Regions from separate parts of the Mus musculus genome. Here region 2 is linked to region 1. The links are chromatin contacts, called in public Hi-C maps. All regions are on one chromosome and are shown on one strand. Each heading gives the region's core, a stretch centred on a gene start, on an enhancer-like site or on the middle of the called end of the contact. The rest is flanking DNA. Distances are from core to core; before and after follow the strand shown. Region 1 has its middle 23 kb from the start of Gm41483. Region 2 has its middle 120 kb from the start of Gm52244.

Region 1 (3,735 bases), core at 501-3,000:
TGAACATGAGTCCAGAGAGATGAGTTATTATGTTGAAAATGTCATCTCTCCAGATTCACTCTAGAATCAGGACAGACAGAACTCCCAACCCTCTGCACTCACTCTCACCTTCCTTGCTGATTTTGGAGGCAGTATCCTGCCCTATTCATCGTTCATCTTTCACTTTATCTGGAGCAGGAAGGAGGTTTGACGTTCATCAAAGTCTGAACAATGGACTTTAATCTGGGAGTAGCCTGGAGAAGGATGTGAAATTTGGAAGTAAGGAAAGTTGTGAATGCCAGCAGGCAACCATGAACTCTGAGGAAACTGTCTGGTCCTCTAAAACCTCATGACATTTCTGTTTTGAATAGCAGGTGAGCTGTTAAGGCTTTGAATAGAGAATATTCATCCCATAGTGTTGGTAAATGCTACTGTCACGCTGATCTATGCTGCAGAGCTCTTCTTTACAGTCCTTACCACAATCTCAAGGAAGTGAATGCCGTCATCTTCCTTCTCTAGACGATGTCCCTGTGACAAAGAGAAGTCAATGGGTTGGAAGAATTGCTTCAGAGTGAAACCTGGACCCCTCGCCCTGGATGACAGACTTTTCAATGTGTAAAAAATCTTTCCAGAAGGGAAAATTTCATCTCTCAAGCATCAAGGCTACTTCCTCTGAACTGTCAGAGGTGGAGGGCAGGGTTCTATGGAGTAAGAATTTCTATGAACAGGAGAGGTTATCTCTAGACTTGGTGTCTCAGATGTCAGTGGAGTTATCCCGTCATAGTGAGATGATAATCCACGAGTAAGGAAAAGGTCTTTATTCAAGCAAGAGCTGTTCTCCAGTCCTGAACTGGAAGCTATGAAAAAATAATTTATACTTTCTCCTTAATGAACTGTGTTATGTAGGTACCAAGAAAGGAGCAGCATTCCAATTAAAAAAGTATTGATTGCTCATCTGTTAATGTCATCTGCTTAGAATTAATGGCCACTGAACCTCTCAGGGATTTTCATCGTGAGTCATCTCAGCTCCTGTTCTTTGCTTATGGAATATTCCACTCGAATTGTGTGCTCTTTTACATGGGTGCTTCTTTGTCTATTAAAATGCAGTTTCTCATGTTAGACTATGTAGTACTACAGTCATCGCAAATGAAAGGCAGAGGAATTTAATACACTTCAATGCCTTCCTTTACTTACACACTTTCAAGCCACTCATGTCTTCCATACTCTTCTGAGTATAAACAGGTAAACCCTCACTTAGAAATAAAATAAAAAAGAAAGAAAAGAAAACAAATACTTCAGAATAACAGAACAAAACTCCAAACCCTTCAACCATTCGGAAGAATGGGAGACAAATAAATGAGGAAAGAGTTGAGGGATACAGTTCATTGACAGATCCCAGACTTAGAATAGCAGGCTTTGGGGTTAGTCTCTCGAACCAATTCTGCAAGCAATAACTCCCCTGATATAAGCAAACAAAACAGAAATGAAAATCCCAACATCACGATACAGCGCAACCACCCACAGAAATGAAACATTAATGTCACAGAGAAGTTAGTTATTTCTTGGCCCAAAGTAGGATATATAATCTCACTGTGTTTGAGCCAAGCTCCGGATCTAACGAGGCTCTGTTTGGGGCCTGCAGAACTCTCCAGGGCATTGTGCTAATTAACTCTGAACGGGGGACATATTGGGAAGCCATTGGGTGTCAGGCTGAAGTCTGGCAGTGGAGGAAGGGAAACCGGGTAAGCTCAGAGAACACACATGTCAGGGGACAGATGTGATCACCGTGTGCAGCTTGGGTGGAATTTATCTTCCAGTTCAGTAGCTGGCCTGGCACTGTAAAGTAACCTGTGGCCAATCAGGAGAGGCTTGAGACAAATGTTAATTCTTCAGAGTGCTTAGCTTTCTCTCACCCACTTTCTTCGCCTGGGTGTCTCAGCAAGATTCCCTTACCGGTAAGCCATGGACAGCTTCTGCCTTGCCTGGGCGTTTTTCTCCTGCAGAGAATTGCTTATTCAAATTAGCAGTATCTGTCTTCTGTATTAGAGGCTCATCTACCACTAGGCGAGGGCAGGATTTCAGAAAGTAAATGTATCAAACTGAACACCCCCGTAGGGAACCAGGACACTCTGGCTGCAGTCCTAGAGCCTACTCCGACACAAATTGATTGCACGTCATCTCATTCATGCCCCTCCCCCCCAAAAAGTCATTGTGTCAAGAAACTACACAGCTCTAAGGTGTGTTTCTACCTTAAGATCTAGAATAATCTTCTTCATCGGTTTTTCTCATTCACTAAAAGTTGTTGAAAGAATTTTAAGTTGGCAGGTCATAAATTTAATTAGGTACAAAGAGCTTAGGTACAAAGAAAGCTTATTGTTATCTTGCATAGGCCTTTAAATATATGTATTCCAGAGCCTTTTATCTAGCTCCCACAGCTGGGAGACAACCATTTAGCTCACTGTGCTTATGTGTGCCCTACCACACTACCTGGTTAGCACAGCCAGTTATTCCTGTCAAACAAGCCAGCCTCTTTCTACTTATTCTTCTCTCCAATCTTCTTCTTCTTCTTGGTCAAGAAAATGTCCAATTTTGTTTCTTGTATAACTCAAATAAACACATTAATATGCACCCTGGCCTACAATGATTAGTTTCTTTTTTTTTACATGTCTGTATGTATACATATATATGCATGTATATTATTAAATATTTATTTATTTACTTTATTTGTATGAGTACTCTGGAGACCGGTGGGCAACAGACCCCATTACAGATGGTTGTGAGCCACCATGTGGTTGCTGGGAATTGAACTCAGGACCTCTGGAAGAACAGTCAGTAATCTGTCAGTGCTCTTAACTGCCGAGCCATCTCTCCAGCCCTAATGATTAGTATCTTCATTCAGTTCCTTAGTCTGTGACTCAGCCTTTATCTGACACTTTATAGTGACACTCAGCAACCCAGTTATACCCTGGTACTTCCCTTCTCATTTCTCACCAAAGTTAGGTGCACTGCAGTATCTAGTGATGTCTTATCCATTGGCACACTATCTCAGTGTACAGAAGGAATGTTTTGATGTCTCTACTGGAGCATGCTAGGTTCCATCTGTATTCTAGTTGCTATGGGTGGTGGCATCTCATTGTCAGCCAGGCGGCAGGAGATGAAGTTCAACCACCTTTTAGTGTTTTCTTTAGAGTCTCCTTCCTGGAATTGCTTCTTTCATCAGTTCATTCAGTTTGGGCTTCTCCAAAAGTGATTATGAGCCCAAGACTTGCAGACAAAAATAGACTTATTAAAGTATAATCTTGTAAGATGCAGTGGTAAGAAAGTTCACTTGCTGTGGTGATTTGAGTGAAAAAATGTCTCCCATAGGTTCACATATTTGAACAGTTGGTTCCTTGGTTGGTGGCCCTGCTTGAGGGAGGTTATGGAACTATAAAGACATGATACTGGAACATCCGGCTTTGAGAGTTACATCCTGGTCCTACTTTGAATTCGCTCGCATTGCTTTCTGCATGTGGATAACGATGTGAGCGCTCAGCGTCCTCTTTTAGCTGTCAGCTGCCAGTACCCCTGGGATTCTGGAATGAATCCCTCATAACTAATAAGCCAGAAGATTTCTTTCTTAAGTTGCTGTAGGTCATAATATTTTATCACTGCAACAGAAAAGTAAATAAATCAGGTATCAAGACTGAGAGGACCAAAAAGCTGACACAGAGTGCAGGTGCAAAAGAGACTTCAGGTGATTCTAAAACAACAGAG
Region 2 (3,722 bases), core at 727-3,226, 380 kb after region 1:
CAAATGTCATGAAACCATCTGGTTAAATACAATGTAGATGTACAAGACAGGAGGCCAACGGATTTCCCTCTTGCTCATAAACTTTTCCTGAGGGTTTTTTTTTCATGATTGATTAATATATTAAAACCAAACTCCTGTGCAAATAGTAAACAAAAACAGATCTCTCTGTCTCTGTGTCTATCTCTCTATCTCCCTGTCTCTGTCTCTCTGTCTCTGTGTGTGTGTGTGTGTGTGTGTGTGTGTGTGTGTATGTGTGTGTGTGTAGAGATGTGCTTGAATACAGGAAAACAACTCATTTAACTGTTCCTTCAGAGGCTCCTTCCTCATGATCACTTGTCATGATAAATGCAGAAAGGAGGCTCCATCAACCCCTCGGGAGAGATCTTCAGCCTCTGGCTAAGAGCCATGAATGAACCAATGGCAGAATTCCAATCTCACTCAATTTCTCTTGAGCCAGTCATTGGGATGTGTCAAGGTTTCTTCCAGCAGGTTCCCCCTTGCCTTCTTCCCTTCTCTCTCTCTCTCTCTCTCTCTCTCTCTCTCTCTAAGGACAGGCCATCTCTGTATCCTTCTCTCTCTCTCTCTCCCTAAGGACAGGCCATCTCTGTATCCTTCTCTCTCTCTGAGAACAGCCCACCTTGCTGTATAAAACCTGCAGACATAAAACCCAGAATAACATTCAGTCCTAGGGAATGCTTGTGTCAAAGTGATTCCTGTTTCCATTTCTCACTTTATTGTTTTCTGACAACAACTCAAGGTTGAGGTGCCTGGTTCCTTAGCACCTGTGTATCAAAAACTTATGGCTGAGGCTTGGAGGGAAGACTTAGGACATTCTCTCACCTCTCCTCTCTCTTTATGAAGGTCCCAAGAATGTTGCTGGGAGTCTCTGTCTTTGCAAAGACATTACTGAGGCCAGTTTAAGATCTGGAGTACAGGAAGGTAAAGAAGCGCTTTTGACTAACTCTGATTGCTCACTGGCAATGTTGTTAAATAGGTGTCCTATTTAAAAAGCACAGGAGTGGGAAAATTATCAAAGTGGGTAGGCTGAGTAGAAGATTACAGATGAAATGAACTGTGATTTTAAAAAAAACATTACGGTATGAGGCTGGAATGTTTCTCAGTTCATAGGGAACTTGCCCAGCATGGATGAGATCTGGTTCTGTCTCTAGAACCACACAGTCTATTATGGCTCAGGCCTGTAATCCCAGCCCATGGGAGCTAGTTACAGAAGAATCACAGGTTTGAAGCCATCGTTAGTTACCCAGGGATTTCGAGTGGCCATTCTGGGCCACGAGAGTTTCTGTCTCAAAAACAAACAAAACTGCAGTGATTTCTGAGCTTTAAACTTGTCTCTTAGTTATATGTTAAGTACTTTTCAAAGCCACTGCTTGCTTGCTTGCTTTCTTCCTTTCTCTCTTCCTTTCTCTCTCTCTCTCTTTCTTTCTCTCTTTCTTTCTTTCTTTCTTTCTTTCTTTCTTTCTTTCTTTCTTTCTTTCTTCCTTCCTTCCTTCCTTCCTTCCTTCCTTTCTTCCTTTGTTTTTTAAATAAGAATCCCGGTCACACTAACAAGGCCACTGATGGGCAAACAGAGTATGAAACTGGGGCAAAGGGTCGCCACAAACACAGTCATTGTCACAAAGCTGAAATACAGCAGAGGAAGATTGGAATCCAGAATTCTTCTCCCATGAGTTGTCCTGTACTTGGACTCAACATTACTCTAGATTTTGTGATCACAAAGGAAAAGCAGAGTTGCTACACACATTTCAACAAATATCTGAGGCTGGTATGTGTCAGGTCCCATGATGCTCCCAGAGGACAGAGATGGGTAAGTTGGTCCCAGATGTTAATTTTCTCATGAGTGCTTTTCTGACCTTGAACCATGCTGTGAGAAACCTCCGGCTCCATACCCTTCGCCTACCACGCAGTCCCAGCCAACGGGTGTCTAGACAGCACCTACCATCCAGATGCTGCCTGGTGAGCCATGAGGTCACACCACGGGGCAGCTTAGCAGCACTCAGCCTGCTGTGTTGGCAACAGCTCAGGCTTGCTAATTGGGACAGGTGCACAGTGTGATGACAGCAGACCACCCACAGAGTTGTGACACAGCCAGCAAAGGCAAGAGGAACAGAAAGGGAGAAGCAAGGAAACCTGATCTGCAGGCTGGGCGATGATGATTGCCAGAGAAGATTTCGTAGGCAGAGACCCTCGGAGGACGGACGCCTGAGAAGAAAGAGTGACGGTTTTTAGATGGGGATGTTCTTATCTTTAGAGCAAGTGATAGAGGCACAGGAAATGAATCTTTGGAAATATATACAACCACAAGCCTGCTGAAGGATATCATTTGCATATGTGTGTTATCTCTCTCTCTCTCTCTCTCTCTCTCTCTCTCTCTCTCTCTCTCTCATTAATCATAATGTAAGCAATAGATGTTTCCAAAAAGTGTAACAATATTGTTTTGGGGAAGCCTCCTTAATATTGACATTTCAAATAGCTAGATAAGAATTAGTGGTAAAATTAAAGAGCATTTCAATAACTAGTTAAGTGGTGCTTAGCAAAAATGTGAGATAAACCCTCTTAGACACATGTAGAAGTTCTTTAGCTGTCCTTAGATCTTAGCACTATAGGCAAAACTGATCTAATATTGTAAACAGTGGCAGAAAGAATAAGACAAAAATCCCAAGAGTTAAAACAGGGAAAATTATTCAGTCATGGTCAGAGTTTCAGTGAAACAGTGTTCTATTTTTCTTGGGAACTAATGGATCATAATTTGTGCCAAAATGTTTAGCAACTGGTGGGATAGCTAGTATTGATGGCCAGTCAGCTTGACAGGACTCAGAACTGCTGCAGACACAAATCACTGGACACCTTGGTGAGGGAGTTTCTAGACTGAGTTGACTGAGGTGGGCAGACCCACCCTGAGTTTAGGCTGGGGTCCCAGACAGACTCTCCTTTCTGTCCACCACCTCACTCCCGTGACACCCAGGCGAACATAAACCTTTCCTCCATTCAGATGAATCCAGTCTGAGGCTTGATCATAGCAATGAGAAAAGTCACAGCTACACTAGTATTCAATTAAATGCTATAAATGTGTATGTGTGTGTAACGTGCACTTCTGGTAATGTCTGTTAGGCTTTAAGTGAGATTTTAAAATGATGGACATAGAAACACATTGAAATGGTATGCCAGTTATGAAAATGCTGTATTCCTTTACATTATTATGCTAGCTAGGAGTCAACAATATTTATTATCTACATCTTTGCAACTTGGCAACTCAATCTCAAGTGGAGAATTAGATGCTCATTCGCATTTTCTTCCCTCTCAAAAGTTATCAGCCAATCAGAGTTACTTAGAACATGTTACCTAGTCACCTTCTTTTATTGTGGAAGCTTGTACTTGACAATGTACTTGTTATCACAAAAATTCCTAACAGCTACACGGTCTGCCTGGTATGTTGCTGGAATGAAATTTAGATAATATTCATGAGGCCTTTATTATAGACACTTTAGAAATGTTTCATCGTAATTAGCAAAGCTAAAATGATTTCTTAATTCTCTGAATATGTAGGTCTTAATGGTGAAAACCTGAGAGCTCTTTGGTATCTGTTATAATATTAACACTTACATTTGACATGGAAAAAAGAAGTAAAAATTATTTGTCAGTGTATATATTCTGTGTGTGTGTGTGTGTGTGTGTGTGTGTGTGTGTGAGAGAGAGAGAGAGAG

The links. A called contact is a pair of places that touch in the nucleus more often than the background predicts.
Region 2: a contact with region 1 is called in a Hi-C map of cerebellum, with 2.8 times the contacts expected there. The contact joins two enhancer-like sites. A contact is called at or near these places in 2 of 484 Hi-C or Micro-C datasets (the N1E-115 cell line and cerebellum) and 1 of 115 datasets of contacts at active chromatin or transcription factors (differentiating embryonic stem cells).

What each region holds. Positions count from the first base shown.
Region 1 is chr16:85,298,576-85,302,310 of GRCm38.p6, forward strand. No RefSeq gene overlaps it. Among named protein-coding and RNA genes, the nearest start is that of Gm41483, 23 kb to the right of the region's middle. Within about 2 kb of position 1,751, at least 3 of the 459 cell types and tissues checked have an H3K27ac peak or open chromatin away from gene starts, as enhancers often do. A contact at or near this core is called in cerebellum, where this site is marked.
Region 2 is chr16:85,678,580-85,682,301 of GRCm38.p6, forward strand. No RefSeq gene overlaps it. Among named protein-coding and RNA genes, the nearest start is that of Gm52244, 120 kb to the left of the region's middle. Within about 2 kb of position 1,977, at least 26 of the 459 cell types and tissues checked have an H3K27ac peak or open chromatin away from gene starts, as enhancers often do. A contact at or near this core is called in cerebellum, where this site is marked.